3 separate regions of the Gossypium arboreum genome follow, and regions 1 and 2 are each linked to region 3. A link is a contact called in public Hi-C data. All regions are on one chromosome and are shown on one strand. The core of a region is the stretch at or near the end of the contact, and the rest is flanking DNA. Distances in the headings are between cores, read along the strand shown.

What was found. A called contact is a pair of places that touch in the nucleus more often than the background predicts.
Region 1: a contact with region 3 is called in a Hi-C map of leaf, with 4 times the contacts expected there. The contact joins the promoter of LOC108464205 here to the enhancer-like site in region 3. A contact is called at or near these places in 2 of 5 Hi-C or Micro-C datasets (both in leaf).
Region 2: a Hi-C map of leaf shows a contact between it and region 3, with 2.3 times the contacts expected there. The contact joins the promoter of LOC108482156 here to the enhancer-like site in region 3. A contact is called at or near these places in 2 of 5 Hi-C or Micro-C datasets (both in leaf).

Annotation. Positions count from the first base shown.
Region 1 is chr7:18,673,907-18,676,622 of ASM2569848v2, reverse strand. LOC108464205 (eukaryotic peptide chain release factor subunit 1-3) reads left to right here and starts at 1,447. Exons shown (of 2, transcript XM_017764367.2): 1 at 1,447-1,734. It overlaps LOC108464404, which reads left to right. Exons shown (of 8, transcript XM_017764695.2): 8 at 1-195.
Region 2 is chr7:18,020,791-18,023,490 of ASM2569848v2, reverse strand. LOC108482156 (basic leucine zipper 43) reads right to left here and starts at 1,449. Exons shown (of 1, transcript XM_017785271.2): 1 at 557-1,449. The coding sequence starts at 1,195. The coding sequence ends at 656. It overlaps LOC108482166 (a long non-coding RNA gene), which reads left to right. Exons shown (of 3, transcript XR_008285848.1): 2 at 132-179; 3 at 310-424.
Region 3 is chr7:18,311,229-18,313,928 of ASM2569848v2, reverse strand. No RefSeq gene overlaps it. Among protein-coding and RNA genes, the nearest start is that of LOC108454180, 12 kb to the left of the region's middle. Within about 2 kb of position 1,443, at least 2 of the 2 cell types and tissues checked have an H3K27ac peak or open chromatin away from gene starts, as enhancers often do. A contact at or near this core is called in leaf, where this site is marked.

The sequences.
Region 1 (2,716 bases), core at 198-2,697, 360 kb before region 3:
CCTTGAGGGGTTGAAACAAATATTTTCCTTTTGAGATATCTCCATGGATGCTGTATTTGTAAGATTGTCAACATGTCACAATGTCTTGTTGGCCACTGTAACAGTGACCATTTTAGCTTGTCAGTATTTTAATAGTTTGTTGTTGTGGCATGGTAGCTTGACACTCAATGATAATTAGCTCATTTATTGTGGTGATTCAGCCGACTCGATGCTCATTATTTTTCTGAATTTTCTGTCAATCTTTACAAGGAAGCACAATAATATGCCTTTGGCCCTCTTCATACGTGTCTCACCCGGTCTACCCCAACGCTTTGTTTCCATGCCTTGATCATTTCTCCAATTTTCTTTTTCCAATCAAAGAACACCCCCGAGGCAGGGCTACATTCAACACTCCTGCTCTGTACGCTTAGTACTAATGTAACGATTGATATCAGCAGCCAACAAAGACACAGCCGAGGATGGAGGTGCATCACACGTACTAAGCCTATTAAGCTCTGCTGAACCGCAGATCCGCAGCCTTATTGTGCTCACGTCCAATGTACCTCAAACGAACATCCGCTGTCCCAGGCAAGTTTCAGACCCTCGTACAGAGCCCTTTCTTCTACGTGAAAAGCTGAGGACACCCCAACACCAACGGAGAAGCCTACAACACAGTCAATTAAAATCAATAGAACTGCTGTTCATTCGAGCCGATAGCGAACCGTTGACATTAAACCTTCACCCATTGGTTGAAATGAAATATTTCCAATTTTTTGCGGTTCAACTGTCTTAAAAGTTATCCAAAAATCAATTTTGAATGATGAAATTCAATTTAAACAATGCAGGGCTATCTAAACCATGGTTAGTATAAATTTGTATATAAGCACGTTATAAAATCTTTAATGCCAATTTTATTTGGATCAGGTTGGTTGATTCGGAAATTGTGGTTGGATTAATTTAACTAGTGATATATAATCGGAAATAAAATAAATTGTTGTTACTGGTAAAAAAAATATTTGTTTAACCAGTTGTAATTATTAAAGAATAATATTTGATACAGATGATGCAAAAATTCTATATCCTACCAATGAATCACAATTTATCACATCATTAATGAGCAAAACATTAAAAATTTGAATGACTTTTTAATAAATACTTAAAATTTTATTTAAACATAATTAATTATAATTCTCCTTTATAATTTTATCATCTTCTTCCTCCTTATTTATTGGCTAAAAAGAAAATGCTTTAGAGTTCATTCAATTTTAGAAAATTTATTGAAATGTATATGATTAAAAATTGAGTTTGGAGTTAAAATTGAATTAAAGTGAAGAATTAATCGAAAAGAGAAGTAGTTATCTTAAATTTTTTTATTTTATTTTAAAGTCCGTAAGCTTTTTAAAAAAACTCAATAATAATATGAATATTATTTTTAAAAAGTTTCTTCAGCAGAAGATTTATTGAAGCAAGGAGTAAAGAGTTTAAAGCTTCCATTAAATTATCAAAATATAACTTTTAGTAAAAAATGGGAGCTTAAAAGAGATGTGGATGAATCCGTGTAGAGGTAAAAAAGATTAAATAAATATATTAATTAAAAAAAAAAAGCGGTTTTGGGTGTCGGAATGCTATTAGTAAAACAAAATTGCTACTAGAGCTAGCTGCTGAAGTGATAGCGCTAGCAAGTTTACTGGAAAACCCTAGAAACCAGCGGCTCTTTCTTCCATTTTCACTTCTTTAGGCGGCGGTAACTCAGAGGTATGCTCTTCTTCCTCTAAATCTTCGATTCGATCTTCTTTGCCTTCTCTTCTCATCTCTGCCTTTCGATCTGTTATTGATGCTTCAAAAGATTTGGAGGATAATATGTCAACTTCACCTATGGATCTTGTTATTCATAAGAATTTACGATAATACATAGTTAATCCATAATAAAATTAGAAATAAATCTGCCTGATCTTTCCTTATTTCTGATCTTATCCGGATTGGGATTGGTATTGATATAGATATAATATGTTTGAGGTGGGATTTTAATTTTTGGTAATACTTATTATATATGGAAATAGCATTTCTTGAGCATGAGTATTGTTAATTTACATGATTTCGATTGGATAATAATCAATTTAACGTGGCGCCTTCGGATTCGCTTAACTGACTAATATTACCACGGCCTTCCCCCTCACCACTTCTTTTAATCCAATAGGGGTAATTCTCTGAGCTATATCTGTGTTACCGTGTATATCTAATCTGACAGTTTTATGTATGAATATCCTGTTTCTCCATTTGCACCATTATCATTGCCTATGCACCGGGACATCTTTTATATGGACATGTGTTTGAATTTAGCACCAAGGGTTGAATAGTGGAAGGGTAGATGGAGGAGAGTGGAAAAGGGAAAAAAACTGAAAAGAAAATATAAAGCTGATTATTTTTTACCCTTAATGATCAAAACAAATCGTAATCTAAATTGGAAAAAGGGAATTGGTATGAATCAGAGGTTGAACTGGTAATAATGAGTTGGACCGATTTGCTTGTGAATTGGTATGAATCAGAGGTTGAACAGTTTTCTTTTATTTTTTAAATATTTTTAAATTTTATGATTTTTTTAATAATTTATTTAATTGAACTAAACAATCCAATTATAGCGGTCTAATCAGTCGGACTAGGAATTGCTGGTTTGATCGTGATCCAGTTTTGGAAACCCTGAAAATTAATAAAGTGGTGGGAGTAAAATTATGTAATT
Region 2 (2,700 bases), core at 200-2,699, 290 kb after region 3:
TAAAATATATATAAATAAATGTTACATTTGTTAGGCCCTTAATATATTTATGAAAATTTAAAAATTTTACTAATGATAATGATGTTTAAAAATTTGAAGGAATTAACTATGGGTGTTATTTTTCTTTCAAGCAAATATAGGATTTGACACCAATAATTAACATCTGCTCAAACTTGGAGGTATTGCTACCTAAAACTTGTTATTATGTTTATTACCTTTATGACTTTTAAATTATGAAGCGAACTCTTGCTTCTGTGGAATAATTCGGATATTACTATTTCTGCTGGGATTCTCCTTATTGATGCGAAGACGATGGGTATTCCTACTCCAAATCTGACTTCATTTGTGGTTCAACTCAAATATTTTTTCCCTTCATGTAATTCATAATATATCTTTAAGAAATGATGAGCGTGTAATTTTAAAAGTTACAATAGTAAAATTGCTCATTTTCTTTATTTATTTACCTTTTGGGTAAAATTATAGTAGCCATTTTTAATTTTCATAAACGGTTGTAAAATGGCATACAGGAAGAGATTAAGAAGAACAAGAAAGGGAATAGTTTAGAAGAGATACATAAACTAAACGCTCAGAACATGTTATTCTCATAATTTTCTTACATCATGAAGAACCAAAAATTTGTGTGATGGAAGAGGTTTTAGGACAAACCATGTTCCAGGGCAACATCATCCACCTTAACCGAAGTCGAGTTAGGGTGACCCAGTCGCATACCGAAAAGCATCTGACGAAGTTCAGAGGCTTCCTCTTTGAGCTGAGTATTCTCTTGAAGGACCTTGTCATGGCTTTCCGAGACATGATTCAGCTTATCTATTAGCTGGTGGTTCTCATTCCTGAGCCAAACTACCTGTGCCCAAAGCTCATCGAGGTGCCTTTGTTTACGCATACGTGACCTACGTGCGGACTCTCGATTCGATATCATCCTCCTTTGCTTCCTCTCGATGATGAGGCTTAATTGTTGCTCATCGGCTTCGTCCGAAGTCGAATTGCTGCTGATACAGGACGAGTGGGGACTGATGTCTTGAATTTGAGGAGGGATATAGAAATTATACAGGGGGTTCAAGAACTGGTTCGAGTCGAGTGCAGGCTTGTTGCTCTGATTCATGCTGAAATGGGGTGAATATGGGGATGGATTGGAAGGAACTAGGTATTGGATGCCTGAAACCTCACTAGGCTGCATGGTGATAAGGGACTATAAATCTTGGAAGATGACAATAAGGCAAAGTATTTTAAGCTCTTGTTGGAAGGGGAAATGAAGGTTGAGGAGAGGAGGTTCTTATAGATTAACAAAAGCTTGTGCTGCTCTCAATCTTGGCAAATACGATAAGACCCTTAGGCCTATTGCATATCATGCAAATCATGTATTTTTTATTTTAATAACACAACTTTTTTTTTTCTTTCACATTATATATGATACATGTTTTGTATATTGATGAGTGCATATATAGGAGAGTCCAACTATATATAAAATTGTGGAATTATAGATAAGGTACATATAGGGGATGTTCATTGACATGCATAATTGCACGCGCACATACATGAAACAGGGGATGCAATTTGGGTTGTGGATAATCATTTTCTGATCGAATTATGCTTACATCATAGAGAGAGATTGTGTTGTGGGGAGTATAATTATTTTATTGGGGGAAAAGCTTTTAGCTAAAGCAACCAAAATGATAAAAGAAATGCATAAAAAAATATGGGCATTCGAGAAAGTTAATATCTGTTAAAGTGGGAGATGTTCGAACCATTTGAGCCTTCTGACGTAAGACATGGAAGGGAGGTTCCGCAGCAAAGCCCTTTCTTTTACGACTCTTCGCTTATTTATTTTCATAATGTTTGGATATAAATGTAAAAAAGTTAATTGCATCAATACATCCTTAAATTATGAACTTTATTTATATTAGTCCTTAATAAATTACGTGGCAAGAGTTGTTTATAAATAACACAAAATGTTAAAATCGAAAATAAGGAGAGATTTTAACAAATATGGTGAGACTAGTTATAGAAGGTTGATTCCATTTCAGGTGGCAACAGCCATGGGCTGTCTACTGACAACCATAACCTGGTGGTTCTACTTTTTTTAGAGGTTTTAGATGAGATATGGAAAACACTGCAGAAAATAGGTGGGCAGGTTCAATGTGTGGTCCAAACATGATTTATTATTTAAAGAGGCCAATGATTTATTAATTGCAAACTTTTCTCTCTTTGTTATATGGATTTGGTATTTGACATATATAATATGCCCGACTTTAAGGAAAAATCCAAGACCAAGTTGAGTGCTGCGGAGACTGTTTTTAATTTATTTTGTCTTAACAAAAAGATGTTAAACAAATCATTTCTTCTTTCTAGTTTCTTCACCAAACATGATATTATTAATGGAAAATTAATAATGGTAGCCTAAACTGAAGGATTGTTCTTTGCCATCGCATATCGGGTCATTTGCACCATTTATGAAACAAGAGTTTGACCAAAAGATACATGGAGCGAATTCCTTCTAAAGGACCCCTTGGTAAAGACAATGACAAACTCATGTAGGTAAAACAAATAAATTTGAGAAATTCACTCAATTCTCTCTATCTCCTAAAGTCGACAATGTACACCAAATTAATAGTGAATTTAGTAATTCTAATGAGAATCGATCCTTCCCATCTGTATCCTTAATTCAAACTCTTATCGTATCTC
Region 3 (2,700 bases), core at 194-2,693:
ATAATGTTCAATAAGCAATCAAACATGGTTTGAAATTAATAATAACATATAGGGTAAAGTACAGAAATGATCACTAAACTACTCATGCGTTCTATTTTGATCATTAAACTTTTAATTTTTTCAATTTAACCATTAATCTATTCGAAATCAAATTTTTTTGTCTTTGAACATTAACAGCCGTTTTAAATTTGATGGTAGTGTTGATCTGGGCTTTTTTTTATTGATCCAATAATAAATTAGCCCATTATTGTTTACACATTTTATCAATTTGATCCTAACTATAAAAAAAATAAACAAATTTAACCTTCAATGTTTACAAAATTTGTCATTTTAGTTTAAATTCTATAAAATTCAATAAATTTAGCTCTCAACATTTCTAAAATGAAAATTTTTAATTTTTAAAAATTTTGTAAATTAAAAAAACAACACCACCCGAACTTCTATTTCTTCAACCTTTATTTGTAATAACAAGTCGATTCTCCAAAAACTAAACAACCAATCCCCTTATCCCCAATCTATCCTCTTTTCTATCTCAGACCAATTGACCTGACGAGTTGACATCAACCGACTATGACATGCAAGTTCACAAAGCTGGCTGAAACAAACATATGGCAATGGTAGGCTACCTCCTCAAGCATGTGAAAGATGGGTGCTTCAACATCAATACAAAATCCTCTCTCTTGATCCTCGACCCTTTGGTCAAAACTTTATTTCATTTAGACAAAGGCCTCATGTGCAAGCACAAGTTTGATTTATTTATTGTGCGTCTCTAAAAAATCAAAATGATCAAGGAGTCGTTGTGCATGATTCAAATTATGATGGGAAATGGTGGGTTGAATGCCACAATCTTTCATTCGATCATGGACGTGTTGACAAAGAAGATGGAGGAGGTGTGGCTAGTGGCAGATCTGATGAGTCATCAAAGTTTTGCCAGACTTGATGACAAATAATTTTTTTTACTAATAGCTAGAGCTGTTCGTAGGTTGAGTTTGGACCGAGTCTTAACAAAGAGTTTTTAAACATTTTTTCTGCCTAGGCCCAACCAGAAATATGGGCCTGGCATCTTGTACAAGCTCGGCCCTATTTAAATATGGGTAATTCGGGCCTATCCCAGCCCCACCCAACAATAAGTAATTTGACAGCATAAAACAGCATCTAGGAGGAAAAGGAACAGCTTATATTAATTACTAAAGCAAAAAAAGGGAATGCCTTATATCTGGTTCTGGTAGCACAAACATCAGAAATAGGAATCCTGTTTCATTTGCCTAATTGCAGTCCAATATCTGACATCTCCCATCATAAATTGAAAGGATCCTTTTAGTTGGGGGGAAACTACACCTAGGCCTTGCTTTGTTTATTCTTTTTCTAATTTTAATTACTGATTTCACCTAAAAATCCTCCAACAGACTTCACTGGGAGGAAGTCGGGACTTCACTGGGAGGAAGTCGGGGATTCCCCAAGGAGAATGGCAGAGAAGAGAGCTGTCTTATGGAATTTGACGGCAAACTATGAAAAACAGCTCTTGGTTAGAAATGAGGTTTTTAGACTTTTAGGAGTTGTTCGGCTTTGGGTTTTGTTTAGGATAAGTTTGGACTTATAAATTAAAAATATTTTGGATTTGGGTTGGATTTTATATATTTAAAAATTTATAATATAATGTATAATATTTATAATATATTTTATATGCATCCGGGCTGGATTGAGTTAAGTTTGGGTTTCAAAAATTCTATCCAAAGTTTAGCTCAAGTAGAAAATAGGCTTACAATTTTGTTTAAGCTCATTTTTTTAGTTTAGTATATTTGTCCAAACTTTCCATATTCTGGGTAGATTTTCAGGCTTTGGCGAATAGCTTAACCCTCGCCAACTTTACTGACATACACTATTAGGAGTATAAGTTGACAAAGGCGAGCACAATGGAGAAATAGAGGTTTAAGTGTTGGTTTTTTTTTTAATTTACAAAATTTTTAAAAATTAAAATTTGTTATTTCGTAAATGTTAAAGACTAAATTTTTGAAAATTTTGGAATTTGAACTAAAATGAAAAATTTTGTAAACATTAATGGTTAAATTTATTAAATTTTTATATTTAGGATCAAATTTATAGAATGTGTAAACATTAGACGGCTAAATTTGTTATTAGACCAATAAAGAAAGTCTGCATCAGCACTTCCGTCAAATTTAAAACGGTTGTTGACATTCGATGACAAAAAAATTTTGATCTTGAGTAGTTCAGTGACTAAATCAAAAAAATAAAATTCAGTGATCAAATTAGAACACGGGCAATAGTTTAATGACTATTTATGTACTTTACCCTAACATATATGTAATATGTATGAAATTAAAAAATTAATTTAAATTGTGAGTGAAAATAAATTTAAATAGGTAAATATAAGTGATTAAGAAATATTAATTGCACTCGATTACTTTCTAATTTGTATTACATTAAAATATCATCATGTTAAAAGCATTATTTAATATGTTATCAAAATATCAAAATGCTATATCATGCTAGTGAAAGAAAATTTTAATATTAAAAATAGAGTAATAGAAAATTTATTTAATAATTGAATAATTAGTGATAACTTACTTTAAAAAAATTCAATTTTGAGTTGGTGACATGAGTGAAATAATTTGAGTAACGGTATTAAAATGTATTAAAAATATCAAAATAAAGCTTATTTTAAAATATGCAAAATTGGTA